Linked DNA regions of Mus musculus: regions 1, 2, 4, 5, 6 and 7 are each linked to region 3. The links are chromatin contacts, called in public promoter capture Hi-C maps. All regions are on one chromosome and are shown on one strand. The core of a region is the stretch at or near the end of the contact, and the rest is flanking DNA. Distances in the headings are between cores, read along the strand shown. Region 1 holds the start of Zbtb16 (zinc finger and BTB domain containing 16). Region 2 holds the start of Zw10 (zw10 kinetochore protein). Region 3 holds the start of Bud13 (BUD13 homolog). Region 4 holds the start of Nxpe4 (neurexophilin and PC-esterase domain family, member 4). Region 5 has its middle 21 kb from the start of Gm32280. Region 6 holds the start of Nxpe2 (neurexophilin and PC-esterase domain family, member 2). Region 7 has its middle 43 kb from the start of Nnmt.

Evidence for each region. Promoter capture Hi-C pulls out the DNA fragments that hold promoters and counts their contacts.
Region 1: a contact with region 3 is called in a promoter capture Hi-C map of liver, with 8 times the contacts expected there. The contact joins the promoter of Zbtb16 here to the promoter of Bud13 in region 3. A contact is called at or near these places in 4 of 39 promoter capture datasets (the 3T3-L1 cell line, hippocampal neurons and liver) and 1 of 9 other capture datasets (liver).
Region 2: a contact with region 3 is called in a promoter capture Hi-C map of pre-B cells, with 5 times the contacts expected there. The contact joins the promoter of Zw10 here to the promoter of Bud13 in region 3. A contact is called at or near these places in 6 of 39 promoter capture datasets (the 3T3-L1 cell line, 3T3-L1-derived adipocytes, the C10 cell line and 3 more), 1 of 484 Hi-C or Micro-C datasets (B cells), 1 of 115 datasets of contacts at active chromatin or transcription factors (large pre-B cells) and 1 of 9 other capture datasets (liver).
Region 4: a contact with region 3 is called in a promoter capture Hi-C map of embryonic stem cells, with 7 times the contacts expected there. The contact joins the promoter of Nxpe4 here to the promoter of Bud13 in region 3. A contact is called at or near these places in 10 of 39 promoter capture datasets (the 3T3-L1 cell line, 3T3-L1-derived adipocytes, cranial neural crest and 6 more).
Region 5: a contact with region 3 is called in a promoter capture Hi-C map of liver, with 2.6 times the contacts expected there. The contact joins the enhancer-like site here to the promoter of Bud13 in region 3. A contact is called at or near these places in 5 of 39 promoter capture datasets (the 3T3-L1 cell line, frontonasal cranial neural crest, hippocampal neurons and 1 more) and 1 of 115 datasets of contacts at active chromatin or transcription factors (embryonic forebrain).
Region 6: a promoter capture Hi-C map of liver shows a contact between it and region 3, with 2.8 times the contacts expected there. The contact joins the promoter of Nxpe2 here to the promoter of Bud13 in region 3. A contact is called at or near these places in 8 of 39 promoter capture datasets (the 3T3-L1 cell line, 3T3-L1-derived adipocytes, erythroid cells and 3 more) and 1 of 115 datasets of contacts at active chromatin or transcription factors (astrocytes).
Region 7: a promoter capture Hi-C map of pre-B cells shows a contact between it and region 3, with 6 times the contacts expected there. The contact joins the enhancer-like site here to the promoter of Bud13 in region 3. A contact is called at or near these places in 8 of 39 promoter capture datasets (the 3T3-L1 cell line, the C10 cell line, frontonasal cranial neural crest and 3 more), 1 of 484 Hi-C or Micro-C datasets (B cells), 2 of 115 datasets of contacts at active chromatin or transcription factors (astrocytes and forebrain) and 2 of 9 other capture datasets (adipose tissue and macrophages).

What each region holds. Positions count from the first base shown.
Region 1 is chr9:48,834,767-48,837,491 of GRCm38.p6, reverse strand. It overlaps Zbtb16 (zinc finger and BTB domain containing 16), which reads left to right and starts at 1,267. Exons shown (of 7, transcript NM_001364543.1): 1 at 1,267-1,438.
Region 2 is chr9:49,054,161-49,056,860 of GRCm38.p6, reverse strand. It overlaps Zw10 (zw10 kinetochore protein), which reads right to left and starts at 1,280. Exons shown (of 16, transcript NM_012039.2): 1 at 1,074-1,280. The coding sequence starts at 1,178.
Region 3 is chr9:46,281,541-46,284,380 of GRCm38.p6, reverse strand. It overlaps Bud13 (BUD13 homolog), which reads right to left and starts at 1,369. Exons shown (of 10, transcript NM_146000.2): 1 at 1,208-1,369. The coding sequence starts at 1,350. Zpr1 (ZPR1 zinc finger) reads right to left here. Exons shown (of 14, transcript NM_011752.2): 14 at 1,738-2,840.
Region 4 is chr9:48,360,781-48,363,488 of GRCm38.p6, reverse strand. It overlaps Nxpe4 (neurexophilin and PC-esterase domain family, member 4), which reads right to left and starts at 1,448. Exons shown (of 9, transcript NM_172921.3): 1 at 1,314-1,448.
Region 5 is chr9:48,647,988-48,650,775 of GRCm38.p6, reverse strand. No RefSeq gene overlaps it. Among named protein-coding and RNA genes, the nearest start is that of Gm32280, 21 kb to the left of the region's middle. Within about 2 kb of position 1,490, at least 101 of the 459 cell types and tissues checked have an H3K27ac peak or open chromatin away from gene starts, as enhancers often do. A contact at or near this core is called in liver, where this site is marked.
Region 6 is chr9:48,339,575-48,342,425 of GRCm38.p6, reverse strand. Nxpe2 (neurexophilin and PC-esterase domain family, member 2) reads left to right here and starts at 1,528. Exons shown (of 6, transcript NM_030069.3): 1 at 1,528-1,854; 2 at 2,804-2,851. The coding sequence starts at 1,832. It also overlaps a transcript of Nxpe4 not described here.
Region 7 is chr9:48,560,290-48,563,313 of GRCm38.p6, reverse strand. It overlaps a transcript of Nnmt not described here. Among named protein-coding and RNA genes, the nearest start is that of Nnmt, 43 kb to the left of the region's middle. Within about 2 kb of position 1,718, at least 19 of the 459 cell types and tissues checked have an H3K27ac peak or open chromatin away from gene starts, as enhancers often do.

The DNA.
Region 1 (2,725 bases), core at 18-2,517, 2.6 Mb before region 3:
AACACAGCACCCCTAAACTGAAGCCTGGAACTAATACCTTAGGACTGGAGGGTGGGGCTGTGTGGGTGACTTTTCTGAGACCCCTGGGTGGCGCTCTCCACCACACCCCCAATAACACTGCGCTGGGGCTTTGGCCGGAGGCCAGTGCTCAGAAAAGAACCCTCCAACCTCAATTCCCTGCCTAGCTTCGTGTGCAAAGGAGGAGACGGTGCTTTCCGCGGGTAGAAGGAATATTTTTTTTCCTTTGGTCTTTCTACCCTACGGTTTGTCATCTCAAGTACGCCCTTTAAAATGGTCCAGCCGCTGAGGGAAGAAAGTACTCTGGAGCGGCCCAGCGCTCTTCCAAGCTTCCAGTAGCTCCTGAAGGCAGAGCTGAGTTAGGCGCAGAATCTTCAGAACTTTCCATCCAGGTTCCTGGGGCCGGGGAAGATGGGGGGGGGCGTGCGGGCGGGGAGGATGCCCGAGATTAGGAGTGAGAAAGTATTACTACTCAGGCCTTCGCATCTCAGTGTGCAACAATCTAGATAGCAAAATCGAGGTGCTGCCTCCTACCAGATTTCTACTGGCCCCTTTAGATTTATCTGGCCAAATCCGGCGAACTCCTGTGGTCAGGCATCAGAGGCCTGGTTTGGGACTTGGGAAACGACCCATTTAAAGCTAGGGTAAGGGAGGATGCGATCCGAATCCTGAGAAAAAGTGAAAAGCTAGAAGCCACACACTGAACTGGTGCAAATAATAAAAAACGGGACAAAACTGCGCTCTTGAGTACTGGAGTTGGGGGAGTTAGGGGCGCGGGATACACCGCATGCCCAGTGGAAATGAAAAAACCTGGGGCTAAAGTGGGAACCGCTTCTCCCACTCATCCTTCTGACCCCTTGGGGACTGCCAGGTCCTCTGCGGCTCCTCTTCCTTTGCAACCTTTTGCCCTCTCCACCTAGCCAACGAGCAGCAGCCGCTGCCGCCGGGGCAGCAGCTAGATGTCAGGAGAAGCCCGGAGCGCCGAGCGCTGGGAAGGGAGGGGAGCGCCCGGGAAGGGAGGGCAGGGCTGGGAGAGCGCACGGGCTCTGCCAGGGCGGGGGTGGGGCGGGGTGGGCGGGCCAGGACCGGCCAGGGGGAGGGGAGGGGGCAGCTGTGGGCAGGGAGCCGGGCTCGGCCGCCAGCACTAAAGATGGAGAGGCGCCGGGGCCTCGCAGGGGAGGGGGCTCGGCGTTGACGTGGGACGCGGCGGAGGCGCCGCAGCCGGTGGTGATTTGCTAACCTAGCGGCAGAGAGGAGTTAAGGGTGACGAGAGCGGGTACTGCGAACTGCCGGGCGATGCCGCCGCTGCCGCCGTGAGATCCGGAGCAACAGTTCCCCAGCAACACCCCTTCCCCGATCCAGGCACACCCCTAACCCCCCAGGCACGCACACCCACCCCAAGCTCCAGGCTCCGTAAGCGGTAAGTGTATGTGTGTAGGAAACCCGGGAAGGACTCGCACCGCCCAGCGACCGCCTCCCGCCAGGGCGCCCTGGGGCGGGAGAGGTTTAGGCGGGTGGTGCTAGCTTTGGCCACTCGGCCGCTGGGCTCGTGCGGGGTTCTCTGGTTGCTGCTGCAGCAGCGATCGCCAGTGCCCGTTGGGGGTCAGCTAGAAAGCGGCGCTGAGGCTGTCAGCTTGGGCACAGCTGCCTCACCAACCTTTCTTCTCCGGGCACGGTCCGGTCCGGGTGAGAGGTGGCAGGCCGGGAGGTCTGCCAGGGCTGCGGGCGCGTGTAGTCGGGGACTGGGTGTCTTTGTACAGGCAAGGGCTGGCGGAGGAGCAGAGAGCCTGTGGGTGCTCATATGTATGCGGACCGGTGCGCTTGGCGTGAGATAGGATTGTGTCTTATTTATTTGTGTTTATTCGCTGGCGAGCTGGGGAGCTAGACCCGGAGGAAGCAAGGAGTGAACCTGGGGGTCGGGTGGGAGGGGACTGGTATCCGATCGGGTTTTGTTTTCTTTAGAGAAAACGTGGTGGGATTTTTTTCTTCTTTTTTTGATTGGACTTGATGCCCTCTTTTAAGGAGAGAGGGACGCTTCGGAGAGACTCTGGCGCTCCGAGTCCTCCTCGGCTCTCGGTGGGAACGGCCGGTGGAGCGGGAGCTCGCTGTGCGCTCCCGGCCGCGCACGGTGGGTTCCCGGCTCTGCACCTGATGCATTCGGGATGTCTTTCCCACCCTGGCGCGCTGCAAGCTTGCCCAGCCCCTCGCACGCTCCCGCACGCGCTCGAAATGCGCACGATCCTGCCAGCCTGCGGACCCCACCGGAATGCACAGGAGCGCACCGCTGCAACCAGCTCGCCTCCTCCCCGCCACGCTCCCAGCGTGTTTGACTCGGGCACGCCGGCAGCTGGTGCGGGAGGCCGGGGACCCTGCTGGTGACTTCCCGGGGATCGTGATCTTGGGTGGAAGGTGGAGGACCCAGAGATCTCTTCTCATTTGGCCTCCCACCACTCGCCTCCAGGCTTTTGTGCATCCTTTTCTCCCCTGGGGGGGTTGCGCTGCCGGGCCGGCCTAGCAGCGGCGTCCAGCCCGCTCGGACCTTCTCCTTTCCCCAGGCTCTTTCGCTTTCCCCCTTTCTTAGTTCTGTTCCCTTTCTTCCAGGCACCTGACTCCTGGGGAAAAGTTGCTTTCCCAAGTTTGCCAAAGTCCTATGCAAGTCTCGGCGGGGGTCTCTGGGAACAAGGGGTGTGTTGCACCATCGATCCTC
Region 2 (2,700 bases), core at 31-2,530, 2.8 Mb before region 3:
TTGTTTTATGCAGGAGGCTACAACTGAGATGGAAGAGGTGTGTGTGTGTGTATGTGTGTGTGTGTGTGTGTGTGTAGAAATACATTTAAAGTGGTAAAAAGCTGGAGGTGCAAGGACTATGCCTGCTTGAGGCACAGAAAGTAGTTCTCAGTTGACTGAAGATTCAAACTTATGTATGAAACAAATACTAGTGCAATGTCCTCATCCTAGATCATTAAAAAACAAAAAACCGTAAGCCACACTACAGAAATGCCAGTGGCATGAATACATAAAATTAAGAACTCTAACATCAAAAATTGTTAGGAGCGGGTGGGATGGTGGAGACCTTCCATTTCAGCACTCGGGAGGCAGAGGCAGGCGAATTTCTGTGAGTTCGACACCAGCCAGTTCTACAAAGCTTGAATCCAGGACAACGAGGGCTATTACACGGAGAAACCCTGTCTAGGAAAAAAAAAAGAAAAGAAAAGAAAGAAAGAAAAAAAGAAGAAGAAGAAAGTTGTTAGGTAGCGCCTACCAAGTCCAGACTTAGTGAGGTACACGTCATTTTCAAAGAAAGCCACTGAAGACCTGGCTTGCCAGGTAGCACTAATACGAAGTAAAACTATGGCTGTGAGTTGCATATTCATGCCGGTACCAGCTCATCAGCCCTCAGCATGCCTCAAGTTCCGTGCGTGAAGTAATACTTTTATAAACATATTCAACCAGTTAAAAGAAAATCCGAGGAGAACGACGCGACTTTCCTAGAATTATTACATCCATCCATAAATGAAGGAGTGGGTAGAGATGACAGATAGGGCGGCTGTCCTGTCCTAAGTGGACATCCGGGCTTCCAGTCCCACCTCCGGCTCCGCAGGTTTCTTCAGTCTTCTCCATCAGCGGCTCACTTTTGCCCAACTTGGCCCCACTCCCCACCACTAAACAGCCACGGCCTTTCCTCCTCACAATCCCAGGCCCTGGTCTCCAACCGCTCTGCGGCCGTGCTCCAAACAGCCCCCCAACACTTCTGAGCCTCCAACTCAGGAGGCTCCGCACCCGGCTCTCCCCAGCGGCAGCAGCCTGTGGCCCGCCCTCACCTTGATCTCCTCCACCCGCCGGGTCAGGCGGCTGATCCTGGTGCCCAGATCCTCCTTCTCCAGGCTCCCCGAGTGGGCCAAGACTTCTGTCACGAAAGAGGCCATCGCCACGAAGCGTACCCACACAAACAGGATAGGTCAACCCCGCTGCCAGCGCCGCAGCTCCGGTCCCGCCAGCGGCCTCACCGCAGGGCCTGCCGGGAAACTGAGTTCTACGGGGTCCGGCGCTCGCGCACAGGAGAGGGTCACACTACAGTTCCCAGGAGGCCTCGCGCCGTCAGGCGTCCGCTGTTTCAGTGGCGTCTAGAAGGCACCAAAGTGCGCAGGCGTCATCTGCTCCCTACAGGTTTTCAAACGCCAGTCTGTTCCCGCCGGTTTTTTTCTTCTTGTATTTTGGGTAGGGTTGGGTTGGTTTCGCTAGAAACTGCGGAATGTTTCAGGTAATAATCCTTTATGGCCCTCCCTATACTCAGTAATCTCAGGTTTTCCTGTGAGATTATCTAGCTCGATACTTACAGAATCATCTCGATCTTTTTTGTTATTCATTCATTGGGCTCAGCAGCTAAGTCTACCCGAATTTTGCCCTCTGGAATTGTGCGAGAGAGTGACATAAGTGAAAGGATCCCCACAATTGCACCTTTCTAATAGTGTTTGTTAATAGTGCCTCATATTAAGTATATTGATACATGGATATGGTACAAATTTATACTTAGTGTAACGGTCCTGTAAGTGCTACAGACATTCTTTTATAAAACCTTCTTTCTAAGATACGTATGAATGTTTTGGCTGTGTCCATGGAAGTCAGAAGCAGGCAAGTAAGTCCAGTCCCTGAAACTGGACTTACAGATGACATGAGCCACCATGTGGATGCTGGGAATTGAGTCCTGGTCCTGAGTAAGGGCAACGAGTGCTTCTAGCCACCGGGCAATCCCCTAGAACAAGATTCTTATCACTTCCTATCAGAGATTACAAATAAATTTCACCAAAGGCTTTTTATCGTTGTTTAATTTTAAAGTTTTCAGTGATTTTTTTGGCTCTGTTTTGAGACGTGGTTTCTGTAGCCCTGGAAGGCATCAAATTCATAGCTATCTTCCTGCCTCAGCCTCCTGTATACAGGAATTATACACTTATTCCACTATGTCCAGCTAGCCATAGCTTTTTAGAACTATTTCATTGTTGAAGGTCAAAAGAGTGTTCCGCGAAGATGAGATCACTCGTTCACTTTGCAAAACAGGCTGACCTGAAAGACAGCCACTGGGCATTATTACCAACGTGACACTCTTTGTAGGAGAGGGATGCGTGCTGTAAGAGCATCCTTGTCCCCTTTATACACTTTTTGTTACTTGACCAGCAGAGCAAGCAAGTGTTTTACATAGCCAAATGGAATGCCATTAGTGCAGCAATACCATAAAGTATAAAATTAACAGAGACAAGGGTGCAGATACAGGTAATTCAATCAGTAGGGATTTAGAACAGATGTTATCTGTCTCCAGCATCCTTCCTGGAGCAGGCAATAAAACCAATAAACAAGATGTTTATTATACAAATGTCATCTTTTCTCTTGCTAATTTACCCTTTGTCCTTTTTTATCGTTGATGGCAGGGAAAATTCTTGCACTGAGAGCTTG
Region 3 (2,840 bases), core at 120-2,619:
CTATAAGTAGCACAGCTAGGATTCTAATTCTAATCAGTATTGCTCCAAAGCTTAAACTTTCCCCCTGCATGCCATTGCCCCTTCTTCCAGGGACATCAGCCACACTGAATTCAACACCACCTTAACTGAATATAGGCTCATCTTAACTGGTAACACCACAAAGATTCCATCTATAAATGAGGTCATGCTCAAGCTCTAATGAAGAGAAGTGTGGAAATGAGGGACTAATTCGACCCAGTTCAATGGACCATACGGTAATAATACTGTTAGACCATGATACTGCCCCACAGAGAGGGTGAGCCACACTTTGTATCCTATCTAGTACTCTCTTTAAGCTGATAAGCATTTAGTAGACCTGGGGGTGGAGTGTGAGAATGGAATTAGCCCCCAGAGTTTCAACTTTCTATCCAAAATAGCACCTTCAGTAAGCTGCTAAACTTAGGGCTGCTGCTCTAAAGCCTACAAATACAGACATTTCCTTTTGTTCTGTAGGTTGATGTTGGATATCCTAACCCAACCTTTCCAGATTCCAGTGGCCAAGTTACTAATGGACATTTCATCTGAACTCTGTCTCAGCACATCTCTTTGCAATCTGGAAGTATAGTGTTTAATATAAATGTCTGCTCCATTACAATGTTCTGAAAGCTATATGGTCAACTATTTTAGAAAGAGGCCAGGCACAGGATGTGAACTGTTCCCATTTTAGTTGTTACTGTTAGTAGTAGATGTGAGTAATAGGATATGGGTCTTTGATTCCAGATCAGTTCCTGGCACTTTGGAACCCTCAGAAAGAGATTTTTGGATCTAGAAAGAAAGAAAGAAAGAAAGAAAGAAAGAAAGAAGAGGGAAGAGAAAAAGAAGAAGGAAAGAAAGAGAAGGGAAGGGAGAAAGAGAGAAATAAAGTGAGAAAGAAAAAGGTTTGAATCAGCTTTGCTATTCTTGGACACGACTTTCAATCTGTACATGGAACGACGTAAGCTACAAACGCGGGGAGAAAGTGAGTTAAGTTCTAGCTGCCTTTAACACAAGGAAGGCGCTGCTCAGAGGATGAGGTCTGAGCTGCCAGTGGCAGCTACAATCCCGCCCCGGGGCAGTGGAGCGGGGCCTGAGCTCGGGCCGGGGTCGGCAGCACCGCGCGGGCCAGGACGAGGAAGAGCTGCGGCCGAGGGCGCCACCGGGCAGCGCGACACCTCACCAGTCCACTCACCCCTTGCCGCCAGCGCCTCCAGGCTTCGGCCGTTTTTTGCGCCGCTTGCGACCGGCCTCGGGACCTCCTTCCAAGCCAGCATCTGTCCCAGACAAGTAACGCTTCAGATACTCAGCTTTGGTGAGTGGCGGAGCTGCCGCCATGGCAGCGGCGAGGGCGGGGCAACAGCTCGGCGTGGGGGACAAAATTCTTCAACGCGAAACGGTAGGGGTGGAGCCAGAAGCGGAAGCTTTAGGACGGGGACTTTTTGAACTGCTGGACTTAAAGACTTGAGCCTTAAGAGGCTCCAGGGGAGAGTGCGTGCATCTCGGGCTGGCTGTGCTTTTCCTGAGACGACGAATCGGTGCAACAGCCTGCAGCCCACGCTGTCTCAGCTGAGAAGCCACAGGCCGATGTAACATGATCCTACCCTGGCAGCATCAGCGCCAGAGTAAGGAAGAACACCTGTATGAATGGTGGGACTTACCATAGCTGTACCACTAGGGGCACATTCTTGAGCAGCGTTTTAATAATGGACGCTGTACCAAACGTTTCAATTTCAATCACTTTTATTGCTATAAATACCTTTTGGTGGGAAGTCTGCTGGAAGAGGCTTCCGGGTACCATTTAGGGGAAGTCAAACTTGTGACTATAAAAGTTTGATAGGTTTTTATCAAACCTGTACTGACCTTCTCACCTTTGATATGTCTTTCTAAAAAATGATATAAACTCTTCCCAGTGAAATGGATTCGTGGTCAGTGTGGCAAAGAAACCAGGAAGATTCTGGAGTTTCTTCTATAAAGGGTTAAGTGTTTTATGACTTCTCACTTAACCCTCACAATTTTTTTTTCTTTCATCCAGCACCGAGGATTAAACCCAAGGCCTTTTGCACATGGTATGCAGGAGTTCTATAGAACTACATCCCCACTCTTTTGAATGTTGAAGATCTAAATTGCCTAAGCTGCCCCTGAATTTGTTAGCCTTCCTCCTCAGCCTCTCAAGTGGCTGGACACCATGACCTACCCTTCAGTTTTATTAGCCTCCTTTATAGATAATAAGAACTTTCGGGTAAGTACAGGAACCCACACATCTTCATACTGCCTGGCTCTAATTTTTGCTAGCAGAGGCCAAACAAGGATGGTGCTGGTTATCCAGTTTGAATTCGTTTTGTCTTGAATCAGGGTTTTTCTGTGTAGCCCAGGCTGTCCTGGAACTTCCTCTGTAGACCAAATCGGCTTCAAACTCATAGAACCACCTGCCTCTGCTGGGATTAAAGGTGTGTGCCACCCTGCTTTTCCAGACTGCTTTAAGCTGCATGAGAACAGCTAGACTCCACACAGGTGTACCTGGCTCAGAGCAGACAGGATGGCCTATTGGAGTGAATCAAATGCTGCCTCTACAGCAGCCACCTCAAGAAAGATTTGCTTAGGAAACTAAACTGGTTTTTCCTTCCTCATTTCTTTTCATGAAGACGGACTCTCACTGCATGGCCCAAGCTGTCCTCAGTCTCCTCGGAGCTGAGTGTGACTCAGTGTGACCCAGCTTAGTCTAGCACATGGTAATCAGTAAGGACATGAACGCAGAGGCGGGTGTCGTTTAAAGGCCATCACTTTAATGTGGCGTCTTCACCTGTGCCTGCTCGGCCCCTCCGACA
Region 4 (2,708 bases), core at 199-2,698, 2.1 Mb before region 3:
TGAGACCTTTTTCTCGGTGGCAGCCATAAAACTGCAGTTTTCTAGGACTCTCCCCAGAAGTCCTGTCTGCAGGGAAAGGGCTTCTGCTAAACTCCTTGTGCAAACTTAGTGGTTTCTGGTTCTGCCTTGTCAGACTAATTCTATCCAAAACATCTCCAGAGCCACCTTATGTATCTTTCTTATAGAGATGGGTGGAGAGAGGGCTTCCTAGCACCCTCTTGAGATGAAACTTCAGAGTCACCAAAATGGCTTCCTTCTCTGACTAATACCCTCTCAGGAGACGAGTCTGTGCCCACACTTGAGACTGTTGTTATTTTCCCCTACTCTTCTCTGGGAAACACAGACTGCCACTTAGAAGGGTCTTTCTCCCAGCGCTGAAGCCGATATTAAAATCTCTTCAATAACATTTCCAATTCTGTGTCACTCCATCCCTTTTGTCCTGACATCCTTTCCAGTGTCCAAGCTGTGCATTGTAGTTTGGCCTAAGTCGGGGGCCCTGAGAATCTAGGGGAGTACCTCAGTGTGGGGTAGTGTGCAGCTGTGTTTCTGTTCCCCGACCACTGACAAAGCTACCTAAAGTTCCCACTCACTTGAAGGACCCCGGGGCTTTATGTTTTCTTTTCTCTTTTCTCTTTTCATTCTTTTTTTTTCTTTTAACCATTCCTATTTCTTTCATGTCTACTGCTCTGTTTAAGGCTGTTTATTTCTCCTTAAGTGAATTGCGGCACTGTCTATTATTTTTCAGAAAAACTTGTCTACTTGTTTAAATTTTGCTGGCTAATAAGTTTATCATGTTCTGCTCCCCCTCTCCTTCCCATACACCCCCTGTCTTCCAGTCCCACATCTTTCTTCTCCCCAACCAGTCTTAATGAGAATCACGTTTCAAGTGTTTCCAATGAACCAGATGCCAGCTTTGTCAACCACCTGCTCCATATACAAAACACATTTGGTCTTTGTTCCTGACTCCAGACACAGCATTCCTAAGGGTAAGACACGAGTGTCATCTGTCATTCATATGAAACTGTTTGGTCACATTTAAGCTCACACCGAGAGACTGACCTAGTATGGGGCCTCAACACTGCCAAAAACATGTTGAAAAGATAACAGCGCTCTGTCACGTTCCTCCAACAGTGAAATGCAGGAGCAAATGGGTTGGCTAAGGCCCCTGTGTTCTGGAAAGATAACATTTCTAGGAGAGTCTGGGGAGGTGTGGGTGACGCTCCGCCTAATCCCTTCCCCACTGTGTGACTGCATTTGCCTGTTCGCCTTTGCATCGTTTATAATAAACCAATAATAGTAACCCGGATGCTTACCCGAGTGCTGCTAGCTGTCCAGTGAAACCATCTCTCACTTCAAAGGGAACCTGAGAGCGTGTATGCTGGAGCCAATTCGGAATGGTGGTGACCCAGGGAGGCAGAGTCAGGTTGTCCTGAATAATGTGATCCAATGTGGGGAAGGTTTGTATAAAGCCTTTAATAGTTACAGAACAAGAACAAGCCACCAATCAGAGTGCTTTCAGGCACTCCATAGGCATGCTGGGTAGGAGGGTATCTGCAGACCTCAAAACACTCCTTTTGCATTTTCAGATGCCACGTGATAAGACATTCTCAGTTTTAGATGATAGAAGCCAGTGATCTGCTAAGTTAATACATTCCAGAGAATTTTGACCTGATAATTAGATCATTAAGTCAGAGATGGGTGGGCAAAGGGACAAGCTGGTCTAAGATAATTTTGGCTCTGGATCTGCAACATTCCAACTTGTAACAAAAGTGGAAGTTCTAATCAGTCAATCGGTCTGGAGGAGTCTTTATATGGAGATGTGACTTTTCCCCACCTGGAAGCTTCAGTTGACACAAAGACGAAGAGAGGGAGTCTGGATCGCTCAGTGTCCAGCAGTTAATCCACACGGAATGGCTGTGTGCATTCGCAACCGTGGTGAAAAGTGTTGGCCGCCTTGTGACACGGAATCCTTACCTGGGACAAGGCTAGGGTAGAGTGTCCAGGCTGATCGTCAGAGTCTCAGTTCAGTGGTACTTCATGTTTCTGAGCTACCTTCAGGCTGCTGGGTGAAGGACGTTGGGTGTCAGAAGCAAACCCACACTCTGTTCCATTTTGGCTTTTTTTTAATTAGGTATTTTCTTCATTTACATTTCCAACGCTATCCCAAAAGTCCCCCATACCCTCCCCACTCCCCTACCCACCCACTCCCACTTCTTGGCCCTGGTATTCCCCTGTACTGAGGCATATAAAGTTTGCAAGACCAATGGGCCTCTCTTTCCACTGATGGCCGACTAGGACATCTTCTGATACATATGCAGCTAGAGACACGATGTCTTGCTGACTGGTTGGGGCTGTCTGTGTTTGGATCCTTTCTCCCCTACCACCTCTCTCTTTTCTTTCATGGTTGACATAGGGTCTCATGTGTGGGTGTTTTGCCTGCATGCATGACAGTGTACCACGTGCATGCAGTCCCCATGGAAGCCAGAAGAGGGTGTGGGAACCTCTGAGAATGGAGGTAAAGGTGACTGTGAGCTGCCCTGTGGGTGCTGGAATCAAACCTGTGTCCTCTGGAAGAGCAGCCAGCACTGTTAGACACGGAGCCATCTCCCAGAACCTATTCAATTTTTACAAGGATTTTTTGGAGAACTGTATACATTTCCACCTCTTCTGTTTTTCCCTTCCAACTCCTCCCATGTCTCCCGGTTCCC
Region 5 (2,788 bases), core at 241-2,740, 2.4 Mb before region 3:
GAAAAACTCTTGGCTTGAGTGATAGTTTCTGCACTGGGAATTCAGGAAGCAGCACTCCCGAAGCTGCCACGTTTTTTTCAAAGTGTGTGGTGACCACTCAGTCTCATGCAGTCAGTATGCGGGGGTCTAACCCTGACCAGATCAGATGCCAAAGGATGCCTGCTTTTCCCAGGCTTGAGGTACGATAGCCCTCTGTCTTCTTCACGGGGAAGCAAGCTTCGGAGTTGTCTCAACACAGAGCTTTCACCAGAAGGTTCTGTGGCAGTCATGACCTGTTGCATAGCTAGAGGTTTTCACTCAGTGGTATAGCACCTGCCTGACCTACAACGCCTGAGGCTCCATCTGGTCCCCGGCTGCAGGGGAGAGCACCACCTGGCTCATCTTCAGCACTAACTGCAGCTCTGCTCAGGCCCTGGATGCACAGCCTGATAACATCTCTGCCTTTCTTCTCCAGCGTCATGTCTTCCCACTAGACCCAAGTCACGGCCTCCATAGTGGGTCACTAACAGCGCTAAAACAGTGTAGCCTGAGTTCCTGCACTTCCACTGACACACGTGTGTGTGCATGCGTGTGTGTGTGTGTGTGTGTGTGTGTGTGTGTGTGTGTGTGTGTGTGTGTGTTTCCAGTTTTTATTCTCCAGGTCCTGGGTCTGTTGGCCTTCGGGTTGTTGAGCTGAGAGACTCTGAAGTCACACTAACCCTAACAACCCTCCCAGGAAGAGGCCCAGCCCATGGCAGGAAGCCTTCCATTCTTCCGAGCCCTAGGTCCTCTGTTGGTCCTCCTTTCCCGTCTCTTTCTCCTCATCTTGCACCCAGGTTTGCATCTCTCTTTGTCACTCCTCCGTTTTCTCCCCCATTACTCACTCTCATTTCTGGGATATTTCTTTTGCCCTGTACCTCACTACCACGTCACGTGTCCCTGCTTCTTAAAAACAAAAACAAAAACAAAAACAGTCCTTGGCCAAAGATGTATACGTTTTGATTGGGATCTGCTCCCCTCAAGCCTTGCCCCTCAAGCCAGCCCCCGCCCCGCCCTCTCTGCACTCCGTCCCTCCCCCTCTGCACCCCACCCCTTCCTCAGGCCTCAGCTTTCTCTTGACAGATGGGAGGGCAGTGGGCACTCCCTCTTTAAAACAACATTTAATCGCCGTTTTCTGTTCTTGGACATCAAAGCTGGGGCTTAGGCACTGCACTGGGGTCCCGGCGGCGCGGGCTCTTGGGGAGAGGAGGTGAGTGAATAGGAGCTGGCTGAATGGGCTTTGTGTGACCGCCGGGGTCTGCCTGCTTTACATGCTCTTTGACCCAGATATGATCTCATGGAGAGAAAGGGGCCCCGGCCAGGCCAGCCTGAGAACGCTCCTCCGAGGCCTGCTGCAGCCCCTCCTCCCTCCCTGGGCAGCGGGCCGCAGCTGCCCTCTGCCCCAGCCCGCAGCATGGGGAACTGCCTCTAGGGCAGGCCCCGCCAGGGGTGGGGGTGGGGCGGGGCACGAGGCTGAGGTCAGAAGAGGGGACAGGCAGCTGGACTGGAAAGATAGAGTCCAGGTTGGGTGGATGGGGATCATCCCACTTGTGCTCTTGGCTTGGTTGGCTGGGAGCCTCCTCTACTCACTACTTCCCTGCGGTCCCTTCCTGTCCAGTGCTCTCTGTCACTACTGCCGAGGTTCTGGTACACCCTTGATTGGCTCTCTTTTTAGTGGCTCTGGATGTCACTCAGGGAGCAGAGTTGAAGCCCAGAATTAACAGAAGTCTGCACAAGACCCACAAGAGTGTAGCTGATCAAACAAAGAAGAGTGAATCTAAGGACTGCTCCATCCTGCCAGCACCTCCTCTCCCTCCACCCACAGCCACAGTGCCTTCCGCCTAGCTGCCAGCAGAGTCCCTCTCGCCCCAGCATCCATCCATCCTTTACTCTTCCATCCTGCAGAGAATATATCCCCCCACCGCTCCCCCTCTACAGACAACTTATCACGTTTTTGAAAACTCCTTAATCACTCCTAGGATAGGTCCAAACTCCCCATGGGACCTCAATGGTAGTCCCTGCTTGACACCCCAATCTGTTCTTTAGATCCACCCCTACCTTGCTAGAGTCAATTTGATCACCAGGATGGTTTTAGAGACTTAGGGTCCTGTGCTCTGCGGCCTGTGTCACCCTGTTTCACCAGCTGAACAGAGCACAACGCAAGCTTCCTGGTCCTCTCAGCTTTCCCCGGGGTCTTGCTTCATCTCAAATGCTACCTTTCTCAGGAGACCTTCCCTAGATGCCTGAGACTGTATCGGGTGCCCTGCTATGCAGACCCTGCAACCCGCCATTTGTCACAGTGCATTACTGTCATCTAAGCTCTCCGGTGTTCCCTTCACCAGACATCGAGTTCCTTGAGGTTAGGAACCGTGTGTTCTATATCTTGGTGTTCCTAGAGCCTAACATTGCACTTGGCAGGTGCCCAATAAATCTTTGCTGAATACATGGAAGGAAAATAGAGGGAAGAAGAGAGGCAATTCGCTCACTGAAACTGAGGATGCAGTCGCCAAGGGTGAGGAAATGGAGCTAAATAGGAAGACGCCCCTCACATGCCCACCTAGGCATCTCCCCATGACATCAAGAACTGGTATCCATGCTGCAGGTAGAGTAGCTCAGTGTGGGCTCTTGCGCCTGTATTTGTTCCTAAGGTCACCTTAAAGGAAGAAGGCGTGACAGGCTCAGGACAGTGGCATTTTATAGCTGGGGACTACCTGGCTTGGTCCAGTCTAGGGTGAGCTGTTTCCACACAGACCGGAAGGCTTTGCCCCAC
Region 6 (2,851 bases), core at 279-2,778, 2.1 Mb before region 3:
TGGCAGTTTGTCAGAAAATGAGAAGCAACTACCTTATGACGCAGCGACTGAGCTGCTGGGTACGTATGCAAAGGCATTACAGGTGTTGCACCTAGGAGATGTTTGTCTTCTCATGTTCACTGCAGCAGTCGAGAAAGCTAAACTATGAAAATCACATAGGTGCCTGTGTGAGCACCATAGTATGTACTTATACACAGTAAGATAGCTATGGCATCACCAGATGATTTGGTCATATGGTACCACCACTGGGAGCTGTACTACAGAGTTCATTCACCCTGAAACCTTGAGAATAGGTCTTATCACATCAATAAAATGTAACTGAGAAATGTTCTTATCATATTAATAAAATGAACTATGAGACTGTCTTAATTTTACTTTAGTGTTTATTTAGTCATATATATATATGCATATATATCATGGCATCATTTTGTACAATGTAAATATATAATCTTTGTCAACTGTACTGTAATGAGGCTGGCAAAAAGAGCCCTGTGGCTGCTACCATATAGCTATCCTTCACTTAAACGTGATTGATGTTCTGAGAAGCATGTGACTGTCACGTGTGAACATCATAGTATGTTCACAGGAAGACAGGCACAACCTCATCAGATGATATAGTCTTATGATTGGAAGCTGTTGACTGGAGTGGCAGTGTAAGGTGGTGTTTGGCTGTAGTTCCCATACTTCATAAAGCACATGACAGTGGATGAGAACATGGATGGGGAGGGTTGACAGGATCGACAGCTTTTCTTCATTTCCCCAAATTATCTTCTAAACCTCTATGCATGTTTTGAGTGTGCTGTGATCATAGCCACTGATGCATATACGGTCACACGGTCACGTGCCTAGAAGAACTGGCATAGTTGTAAATGAACACATGCTATATGCATTTATATTTATATGTATATGTTCGATACATGCAGGCATGTATATAACTGTATCTAGATCTGTATCTTTATACAAAGAGATTTATATGTGGATCATCCTCTTAAAGAGCATAGATTGTATCCACATTTGGTCCCATGTCCTGTGGTGGTACAATGTCCCCTGACAGGTAGCTCTCTCTGTGGCTGCTTAGCATTCCTGGGGTCGTGTCACCTCTGCCTGCCACAGTTGTCACATCACACAGGTTATGGTGAGATTGGGATCTGTGGACGCTCTACTTGTGGCCTCAGATTTTATTGAAATTGTTGGAATGTTTGAGGCATCTATAAAAGTTTAGAAGGAAGAAGCTTACAAAGAAAGTTCTTGAAATCCTGCCAGGAATGAGATGCATAACTCCGAAGCAGTCCTGTGGTCCAGGGCTTGCTTTGTTTTCTTCCCAGTAGTTTGGATACTTTTGCTGTCTTGGAGGTAGGGACTACGGACTGACTGGACGGTTGGAACAAACCTGAGGAGAGGGTGGAGTGGTGGGGTAAGGGAGCACTATCATAAGCAGTGGTGGGGTGGGGTGGAGCACTATCATAAACAGCAGTGGGATGGGGTGAGGTGGAGCACTATCAGAAGCAGTGGTGGGTGGGGTGGTGGGGGGAACACTATCAGTCATAAGCATGGAAAGTCTGTCTGGAAGTGACGAAAAGCTGGCCCTCCATATCCTGCCATCACAACCTCTCTAAAAGCCAACTCCAGAGCTTCCTCCCGATTCGTGGTGAACAGGAACAGGCTACTAAGGTTGGCGATCTTTGCAATGGCACTGTGCCTACAAATCGAAGGTCAGCTTTTGATCTTTGAAGCTTTATATAGAAACTCCAACGCTGAAAGAAAGGTAAAGAGCCCATGCACCGAGGAGCCTCTCTAGATAGCTCTAAGTGCTGGAGGAGAGCATGAGACCATGAGGAGGATGCTTAGTCCTAGGTATGTACTTTCTGATCTTCCCGACTGGCTTCGCTACGGGGGCCAGCGGGAGGGCTTCTGACTAGCTGGGGCTTTGCTGCAGGGGATTGCAAAGTTATGTGAGACGGGCTTGAAAATACCTTAAAGTTGGAAAGAATGGCACGGGACCATGTAGAATAGCCAGGGAAAATTATTGCTTCATGTATAGTAGTAAGGACAAGTGTTGACTTATGCCAACTCTGTATGAATAATATGTGTATGTATGTGGAGATGTGTTGAGTGGAGGTCCTCCAGTCACTGTGAATCCAGAAAAACAAAAAACAAAACAACAGCAACAACAACAACAACAACAAAAAATCTTTTGAGGAAGAGGAACACTGTTGGAATTTAGTTCCTTTCTTTTATCGAGATTGTGAGTTTAAAAAAAAAGTCAGATGCAAACTTTGGCCATTCAACACTGAGTTTTTCTGAAACCGCTGTTATTTGGGAGAAATGGTTGATCAGCTATTGTGACATAAAAAGATATAACCTGGGGTGGAAGGAATCTGCTTTTTAAATGGAATAAATAAACGAGAGGTTGATTCCTGCACCAGGGAGACGCTCATCAGATGAGCAGGACCATGGGAGAATTTCAGGGAAGGAGATTTTCTGTGTAAATAATTGCGGCTTGATCTGACCGGCCACACAAAGTCCTGACTACAAGAAAAACTTCCAGATCTGTTCTGGCACATCCCAGAAATCTCTCCTGAGTCAGAAACCTGCAGTCTCCCAACCTCTTTTGTTCCCTTGCCTCAAGGAAAAGCTTCCTATCTGATTTTCAATAGTGACTTGGCAAAATCCCAAGAGATCCCACTCTGAAACAACAGAGGAGCACCGGAGGCTCTCAGTGGAGCCAGGCCGTTTTGTTTTTGTTTTTGTTTTTATTTTTTTCTCTTTAACCTGTGATGATTTCTCCTCTCCTCACTCCTAGGATACTGCTCTCTTCGCTTCCAAATGCCTCAGCTCAGAAACTGTTCCT
Region 7 (3,024 bases), core at 469-2,968, 2.3 Mb before region 3:
AGTGGAAGGAACAGAGAGGTTTTGGGGATGGGAACAAATGTCTTGTGTACATTTTAGCAAAATTGTTTCTGTTAGCTTGTGTCTTTGCTTCCCACAGTATTCTAGTGTAAGAAGGCTATGAGAAATACACTCAAGGCTGGCGTGATAATGACTTGCAGCCCTCCCATTATCTGTCTCTTGGATCTTTGTTCCATCTTTCTTATAACCAGGGTCATTCCCCCCTCAGAGGAATTTGATTTTGGACCAGCAGGGCAGGTATGCACAAGGCAGGGGATGAACTACTACTGCTTAGTTATAAGATGGTTGTACTACCCATGAGGTAAGATAGTGCTATCAGGAAGTAGAATTTGACTAATTGAATATGCACATTGCAAACTCTAATGTGATGACTGAGTATAACTGATATACAAAAAGGAAATGAAAAAATGGAATAATATCAAGTGATCAGGCAAGCCCAGAAAAGGCAGAATACAAGGGAACAAAGAACAAGGGTAATGAATAAGAAATACTAACAAATCAACAAAACAATACAACAATATCAACAATCATCGTGAATGCCGGCAGTCCAAATGCACCCATCAAAGGACAATTAAGAATCTGTATTCAAGGATCAATAAGAGAAAACAAGCTATATGCTCTCTGTAACAAACCCACTTTAATCATAAAGTCACACAGAGAAGAAAAGGAAATGGGTGGAGAATGATGTTAAAACCAACCGCAACAAAGTACAACAGTGCTGACTTCAGAAGGTAAGCAGTGAGGCCGAGTAATGCAAAGATGAGCTGAAGTTCTCAGTTCTTGAATATAACTGTTCTTGACGCTTGTGCACCTGAAAACAGAACATCAAAATACATGTATGAAATGAAAGGAGGAGCTGGAGAGATAGCCAAGCTGTTCAGTGTTCTTGCTGCTCTTGTAGAGGACCTGAGTTCAGTTCCCATTGCCCACATCTGCAGGCTCACAGGGACAACTCTTGGTCTTGGTCCAACTCTTGGTCCTGGTCTACATTCTTCTCAAAGTCACATGGAGTATTTATTTAGACAGGGACTATACTCATCCAGAAAATGCACTTTAGCAAATATAGGAGAATCTGAATTCCACAATCTCAGCTTTTAGACCACAATGAACTTAAACTAGCAATCAAGAAAAGAAAAACAGCTGGAAAATCCCAAAGTTAAAAACACAAAGTTCCATGACTTACTCTCAAGAGAATTTTTAAAAAATCAAACTGAATGAAAATATAACCTACCAACTTACATGGGATGCATCAAGAACAGTACTAAGAGGAAGATCTGTGTTAGGGAAAACTGGGGTGGTAATCTAAATCCTACAATTAAGCTTTTGCCTCTGGAAACTAGGAAAAGAGAAAAATAAATTCAAAGTAGGTAGAACAAAAGTAAAAAAAAAATGATAGCACCATTAACAAGAACTATCATGGGCCACTGCCTACAAACATGATGACCAAGAGGACACTGACTCATTCCTTAGAAACCAGTCTGTCAAGATTCACTCAAGAAAAAAAATGGACACTCTGAAATGGGCTCATATCTACAAAGGAAATTTAATCAATAGACAACAGACTATGTTACGAAAGAGTCCATTGGTGAATTCTACCAAATTTAAAGAGGAAATTTTACCAAATGTCCTAAATACTTTCCCAGAAGCCAGAAGCAGAGGGGAAAGTTCCTCATGTGCTCTATCATCCATCATCACCTTAGTAGCAGAGCCAGACAAAGGCCTTACACAAATATAAAACTATTAACCATGGTCAGCCATGGAAGACAGATGTAAAAACCACATTTTGAAAAACGAAAGCCAACAACAACAACAAAAAAAGATTATGTACCATGGCCAAATGAGATTTATCCCAGTTATGCAAAGCTGCTTCAACATTTATACATCAGTCCATCATATCAACAGGGGAAAGGGGAAAAGAGTCATATCACCATATTAATAGATTCATAGCAAATGGATAATGAGAAAAACTTTTAGCAGATAGGACTAGAGGAAAAGGTCTTTAACTTGATCCTGTCTATAAAAACCCTACAGATTAATATCTTACTTAATGGCGAGAAACTAGCCTTGTTCACACTACAGTGTGAATACCACGTAGGCATCCAAATGTGAAGAAAGCAGTCGTGATACAATTCCTTGGCTCTTTCTAAATGTAACCTGAAGTAGATCTCAGAGCAAATGTAAAACTACAATGCAACACAAGAGGAAGTCTGGGTGACCTTGAATTTGCCTTGACGGAAGTGACATAGAACGCACCGATGACGGGAGCAACCTGTGTGACCACTCCATTCATTTCGAGATCTCACATGGCTCTTTGTTCTTCTCTCTCCAAAGCATGGCAAACTCCATTCTCCTTTCTTGTGTATCCAGGGGCCTGGAAGTCCTGCCTATACCTTCTGCCCAGCAACTGGCCCATGGCTTTCTTTACTGATAAATCAAGAACAGATTGGGGAATAGGACTTTAGCATCAGAGCTGCACCCTACAATGGGGGACCCTTAGAACTCAACAAGAAGAAGCAACCCAATTAAAAATGAGCCAAGGGGCTTAAGCTGTCGATCCTCAAAGAGCACAGATGACAGCAAATAACTAGAAAGGATGCTCCACACTATGTCATTGGGAAATGAAAACTAGAACAGCAGTGAGCAGAGCCCAAATCCAGAACCTAGGACCCCACTGGCATACAAGGTGGATGGATGGCAGTGAGCATTCTCTGTCGGAGCTGGCAGGCATGAGAGGGCCAAGTCATTTACAAGAGAATCAGCAAGCTACAACTACTCTTAGCAGGTGAGTAGTGCCAGCAACTGCACTCTGGCCTTTACCCCATGAGGAAAACGAGTATCCATATAAAATTCTGCACATGGGTGTTTATGGCACTTTTTTTTTTTTATCATTTCCTACACTTGGAAGTAACCAGGGTATTCCTCAGTAGATCACTAGATAAAGACATTTTAGTATTTCTGGGTAATGGGGGAAAACTAAAACATATACTACTGTTTTTGGGTGTAGAT